2 separate regions of the Mus musculus genome follow, and region 2 is linked to region 1. The links are chromatin contacts, called in public HiChIP or PLAC-seq maps. All regions are on one chromosome and are shown on one strand. The core of a region is the stretch at or near the end of the contact, and the rest is flanking DNA. Distances in the headings are between cores, read along the strand shown.

Region 1 (3,042 bases), core at 194-2,693:
TTGATGCATCCCTACTGAAAGGACTGAGTGTTAATGGTGTTAGTGTAACTAAGTGACATAGGCTCCCATTTGCTGGATCTCTTCTTTATTCTGTCATGGCAAGTTGGTGACTTCACACATTATGTTGCTTAGCTTCTAGGGGGAAGGTGGGAGATAAAACAAATCAAAACAAAAACAAAACAAAAAGCCCACCAACTACAGAAGGTGGGGAGGGAGGGGAGGGAGTCAACATTGCCAAAGTGTTTCTCAGCATACAGATCAAAGGTACAATTACAAACTCGGGTGATTAACAACAATTATATTATCTATCTGATTAGTTCCCCTAGGTCAAAGCTATGTGTTAAAAAGGAAATCGTTTGAGCCTGAAGTTTAACTTGGTTTCAATATATTGGCTAGGCAACTAAAGGACAGTCAAAACCAAAACAAAGGAAGCCCATTAATGTGTAGACTGGCTTCTTTCTCAAAGGTTGTTTTCAGCCTCAGTTCCCATGAGGTCAATATTTAATAAGGGTGTCAAGCTAAATTTGGCTGCTTGTGTGTTTGAGTTAGCCTAGCTCTTGCTTTCTGGCATTTCATAGAATTGACTGTGGTGAGAAAATCTGGTCTACTTGAAAGACTGCGAATCAAGCTCTCAAAGAAGGTTCTGATGCACTGCAAAAATACTGTGCCTTGAAGTCTGTCCTACTTCCTTCCACAAAGAACAAAAACTGAAAGTACTTTTGCAAGGGAGAAAAAAAAAAAAAGCTTGATTTCAGGTAACGTCAAACCTCAGCTATAAATAAACTCTGTGAGGAAACTGAATCCGCAGAGAGTCTGTGTCGCATCAGGTACATCCGAATGTCGGAGAACAGCTTCCCAATTATAATCATCAGTGCAAAGGAAGTCAGAGATCCAAACAGCTAAGGTTAAGAGGAGAAAGCTGAAGGGATCATGAGCTGTGATGGGCGGGAAAAGGAAGGGGCGGCTGAGGCTCTGGCATGAGCTCAGTATACGCGCGTTAGCTGATGACTCACAGTGGCTATAATCAGTACATCCAGAAAGGACAGATGAGCATCTCACAAAACAGTGCGCACCACCCCAGACCCTCGCTGCTCTGTACGAGTGCAGATTGCAGCAAATGCCCTTCCCTAATCGTGTGATTCAGTCTGAGTCTAGTGCAAGGAGGAAAGGGCGTAGAATTCCAAGGGAAAATATATGTAGTCACGAAAGTCCAAGCAATCAAGAATAATAAGACAAATTTTAGACCTCAAAGGAAATTATCACCAGAAAGCAGGATGAGGTTCAAGGTCATGCTTCTGTAATCTCCATAGAAACTCAGGCAGTCTGATAATACAGAACCCAGAAAATTGAAGGGACAGAGAAAGCAACAGAGGGCGGAGACTCGACCAGACCTTAATAATGTAGCAAATTGTGATTGAACTCACTAATTCCCGAGTGACCCAGCATGGACCCATTGGTAGGGAAATGACGGAACAGATGTTACACAGCCTCCTCTAGACTTGATAAGACCTCCACACTCAGGAACTCAAAGGTGCCCTAGTTGCCTGCAGGCAATCAAGCCAATCAAAATTCCAGCAGAGATGGGCGTGGAACTCACAGGCCCCACCTCCAAGCTATTCTTATTGATGGCTGCTGGGAGGATAGTTCCTTTTCTTCCAGGGATGTGCTCCTTGGTAGGTTGCCCATGCTGTAGTGGTTGGCATGACATCACGCGCATATAGGGCAGCAGTAATTGGGCTCAGTGTGTTTAAAAATAAAAAAGGACACGAAAAGGAACAGGAAGGAGGACGTGATGGGGCCCTGTGAGTTTGGAGAAGTGGGGAAGAGGATGATAAATCAACATACACTGCATATATGTATTTATTTATATACTTATTTTCTAAAATAAATAAAAACATGATATTAAAAAATCTGAGTAGGTAGCATGTGTGTACAATACTTATTTACAAATGGTTGAGCACTTGCTGTTGGCAGGGTGCTGTGCGCATCATTCTGGTCAGGACCTCTACACGTCGGTGGACGACTCAGCTGTTTAGGGTTTTATTTATACAGATGTTTTCATCGGCATGGCTAAAGGGAAGGAAGAGATTGTTCAGACGTTGATGGATGGACTAAGGGGCGGGACCCTTGTGCCTGCACTTGACCTCCATCTCACCAACAGGAAAAGGGAGTAGCTCAGGACCAAGCAATGTTCATGGTCACCATGCACGAAGGGCACCAGTGCAGAAAGTGGGCTGAGACGGATGGATGGGACGTGTTGGTCACTTTTGTCTTCCCTGTCACCAAAGAGCAGTGAGATAAAGCTTAAGGGAGGAAATGTTTATTTTGATTTCTGGTCTGGGAGGTTCTAGTGTTGTGTGACATCCAGGACATTGATGCATCAGAAACATTCACATCCTGTCATAGTGGAAGGAACGTAGAAAGAGGCCAATGCAAAATAGACCTTCCAAGGACACGCTTCTAGTGACCTGCTTCCTCTATTTACCCGGCCCTTTACCATCTCTCAATAGTCATTTTGCAAATCTATCAAGTAATTAATTCAGTAGTTCAGAAGCTTCGCCATCTGTTCATGTCTGAAACGCCATCATAGTCACACTTAGAGCTGTGCTTCATGGATCCCCTGGACATCTCTCAATCTAATCAACATTTACAATGGAGAAAAGCCACCACAGGGGCATACCGAATCCTTAGGAAGCACCAGCTCTTGTTTTCCCTATATTGTTTTATCATTTCCATGAAATGATTAGGAGTACAAAAAGAGAACACGGCGGATCAAGTTCATGGTACATCTTATCTGGTCTACACTCTGCTCTTCTGAGATACACCCAAGGAAGATGAGCTTAGAAATGGATAAATTAAAATTCCTTGCTACAAAATTCATTGATTTGTTTTGATTTGAGTGAATAGAGGAGTACTCGGCAAGGCTTTTTCTACAGAAGGTCAAACAGTAAATGGGATATATAAAGCCCACGATCTCTGTAAATACCACACAGCTCTTCAGTGTTAGTTTGAAAGCAGCCACTGACAATAAAAGCTTAGCTG
Region 2 (2,957 bases), core at 299-2,798, 370 kb after region 1:
TCAAAACCTCAGCTGTGCTGTGAACTTTGAGGCTATTGGCATCAAAGTCCAGGTCCTAGCAACTTTTATAGTTAACTCAGAGGAGGTTGCATTTTCATACATTTATACCATTAGACTTTGTTCTTATCTGTTTCCCTTACTGCCCTCCCCTGACCTTAACCCCTACAACTCATCTTTACATCAGCTTTGATGTCCCATGTAGCCCATCATCCTGTTTCTGTCTCTGTTTGCTTTAGACCTACAGAACCTTCTCAAGGTCTTCTATTTGCATGTTTTACATACAAACACTTAATCATTTACATATGTGTAAATGTATGTAAAACAAGAGGGACAGGTGAGGATGGCTTGTTTTACTTACCACAATGACCCCCAGTTCTAATTTCCCGAAGCTGTCATAATTTTATTCTTATAGCTGAATAAAACTCCATTGTGTGTATATACCATATTTTTTTCTCTGTTGATGGCCATGCGGGCTATTTTCTTGCCTTGGTTATTGTGAGTAGTGCAGCAATATAAGAATCCCTCAGGTTTACTGAGGACTCATAGATAGAGCGTGTCGTAGTTCTACTTTTAGTTTTTGGAGGGACATCTTTACTGATTTCCATTGTGTGTGTAAAGGCTCCACTTTCCATACATCCTTAGCAGTATTTATTGTCTGTTTTCCTAATGCTAGGCATTCTGGCTAGAATGAGATGGAATCTCAAAGCTAAGGATGTTTAACATTTCTTCACGTGTTCTTTCATTTCTTTGTCTTTCTCCCTCTGAAAACCGTTCGGGTCTCAAGCTCACTTGTTAAGTGGTTGCCTTGGGATGATTTGCTAACTGGATGATTTCTTTCTGAGAACTCTGTTCAGTTGTTGACCAGATGAATTGGTGTTTAATTTTTGGAGTTCTTTGTAGGATTTCGGCGATAATCCCCTGTCAGCACATTGTTACGAAAGGTATTCCCCCATCCTGTAGGTTGACTCTTTGTTCTTGGAGCCATTTTGAGTGGGAAAAGGAGTCAGTAAAAGAAACCTTGGCATACAACATCATTTTGGGAAGAATATGTGTTTGTTACCAGGATGATGTTTGTTTTGTGGACTTGGAGATTTAGGTATTACAAATCATTTTTACTGTGTTGTGCTTTTTGTGCAAATGTAAGCGTAAACAAGAAAGAGAAATTATCCAGGATGTAATTGAATTCCACTCAGTAGAACACAGGTAATGGTGAGCATTTGTTGCTTTGGAGCACAGGAGCTGACAGTGTGCAAACACTGAGTGACATTCATATGTTTCTAGGCCAGTGCTTCAGGACTTGAGTTCAGAGAAAGCTTTTTGTTTCCCCCCTTTTTGTTTTATACTTCATCATTTTCTAACCTGGGAAAACTTAAGAGGCTCAACTTACCCTGTGTTCAGGATCTTTAAAATGGTTATTAGTGTTTATTGAATAGTGGTTTTCATTCATGTGTATAATTTATTTTGATTGTATTCACCCCCATTACCCTCTCTGTCCTGTTCCCACTGATCTCCAATCTTCCTTCCAAATAGTTCCCCATCTTCTTTCACATCCTCTTTGAGTATGAGTATGTGATCCAAAGACTTTTGTAAGGGTTGCTTTTAGAAACATTGGGTGTGTGTGTCTGTGTGTTTGTATGTGTGTTGTGTGTGTTTTGCGGGGAGGATGCTTACATACAAGAGCAGGAACGACTTAGCAGTGTCTATACTGTGAGGAGTGGTGGACACCTGAGTGGCAAAGTCTTGAATGAGTATGGGCTGTTGACACGCCCATGGCCATATCAGGGTCCATAGGAAAATGACAAAGGGTGATGTCACCCCTTGGGGGGTGAGGCTCAGAGTAAGGGCAAAGCCTTTTTTGCCTGGTCCACGAGGATACTGGTAGTCTGTGCAGAAAATGCCCACCATAGCTTTATCCCCTCTCTCTGATATTTTATAGCCTAAAAGCTGCTCCCCTAATGGAGACTGTTGCTATCCAAGTTAGCTAAATGTCCGTGTTTAGTTGTAAGTCATATCCTTGTCTGCTTATTCAACTGTATAAAGTAAGCGTGCTGGGCTTCGAGAGTGCTGCAGTCTTCCCATCAGAGGGCCCAGCATATCTTACTATCTGGCTGGCTGTGCATGTTTGTCTTTTCTTGGTTCTCTTGTTATCTCAGTTAGGTCAAGTCCTTGAGGCTGTGCAAAGATGTAACAGAATACCACAAAACAAACAAACAAAAACGAACAAAGCTCTAAAATCATGTCTCCTTCAACTCTTAATACTGTCAAGCGGCTGTAGATTCTCAGAGAAGGGTGAGACCTTGTGAGTCCCTCTCCCCTCCATCACAGGACATCGACAGCTCCAATCTTGGGCAGATCTTGTGTATGTAATCATAGTTGTTGTGCGTTCAGTAGAACAATGGCTTTGTCCTGCTTGGAAGACAGTATTCCACAATACTAAGCCCTGTCCTCGGGCTCTTACATTATTTTTCTTCCCCCTTCTGAGCTTTGCAGATGGTGGTACAGTGTCCCATTTATGGCCGTGCATTCAGTAGTCACATACTCTCAGTCTTTAGTCCTCAATTTTTCTTAGCAGCAAAATGAAGATGCCATCTCCATCACTGCATTCTGGGCTAGAAATAAGGTATCTCTTTGACAAATATTCGTTAGGTGCTGATTGTGGGTCGGCCGGGTGCTGAGGCCGGCCGTATGGACTCAATGATAAGATGCTACTTCAAGGTTCTAGTTAGTGAGTACAGAAGAGATGGCAAGGGGGGAATGGCCTCCCATTTGTGTGAGTGCATCCCAGATGTGTTATTTATGTCGTGTGCTATGCTTTGCTCAAAACGCTGGGACACCGATGTGGGTGTTACCTCTTCTCAGTACAGAAAGCAAATGAGATTCAAGTAATGTGTTCAAGGTCAAACACACTTCCAGGACCTTAACCTGGATTTCCCTGGCTTGAAAAAAAAATAGCATAA

What was found. HiChIP or PLAC-seq counts read pairs in DNA pulled down with a chosen protein or histone mark.
Region 2: a BATF HiChIP or PLAC-seq map of CD8 T cells shows a contact between it and region 1, with 5 read pairs. The contact joins two enhancer-like sites. A contact is called at or near these places in 4 of 484 Hi-C or Micro-C datasets (the G1E-ER4 cell line, erythroblasts, large pre-B cells and 1 more), 5 of 115 datasets of contacts at active chromatin or transcription factors (CD8 T cells, effector CD8 T cells, hepatocytes and 2 more) and 1 of 9 other capture datasets (pancreatic islet).

What each region holds. Positions count from the first base shown.
Region 1 is chr16:49,503,283-49,506,324 of GRCm38.p6, forward strand. No RefSeq gene overlaps it. Among named protein-coding and RNA genes, the nearest start is that of Gm4802, 92 kb to the left of the region's middle. Within about 2 kb of position 1,444, at least 87 of the 459 cell types and tissues checked have an H3K27ac peak or open chromatin away from gene starts, as enhancers often do. A contact at or near this core is called in CD8 T cells and pancreatic islet, where this site is marked.
Region 2 is chr16:49,874,758-49,877,714 of GRCm38.p6, forward strand. The region is part of intron 2 of Cd47 (CD47 antigen (Rh-related antigen, integrin-associated signal transducer)); the gene reads left to right. Among named protein-coding and RNA genes, the nearest start is that of Cd47, 21 kb to the left of the region's middle. Within about 2 kb of position 1,549, at least 14 of the 459 cell types and tissues checked have an H3K27ac peak or open chromatin away from gene starts, as enhancers often do. A contact at or near this core is called in CD8 T cells and pancreatic islet, where this site is marked.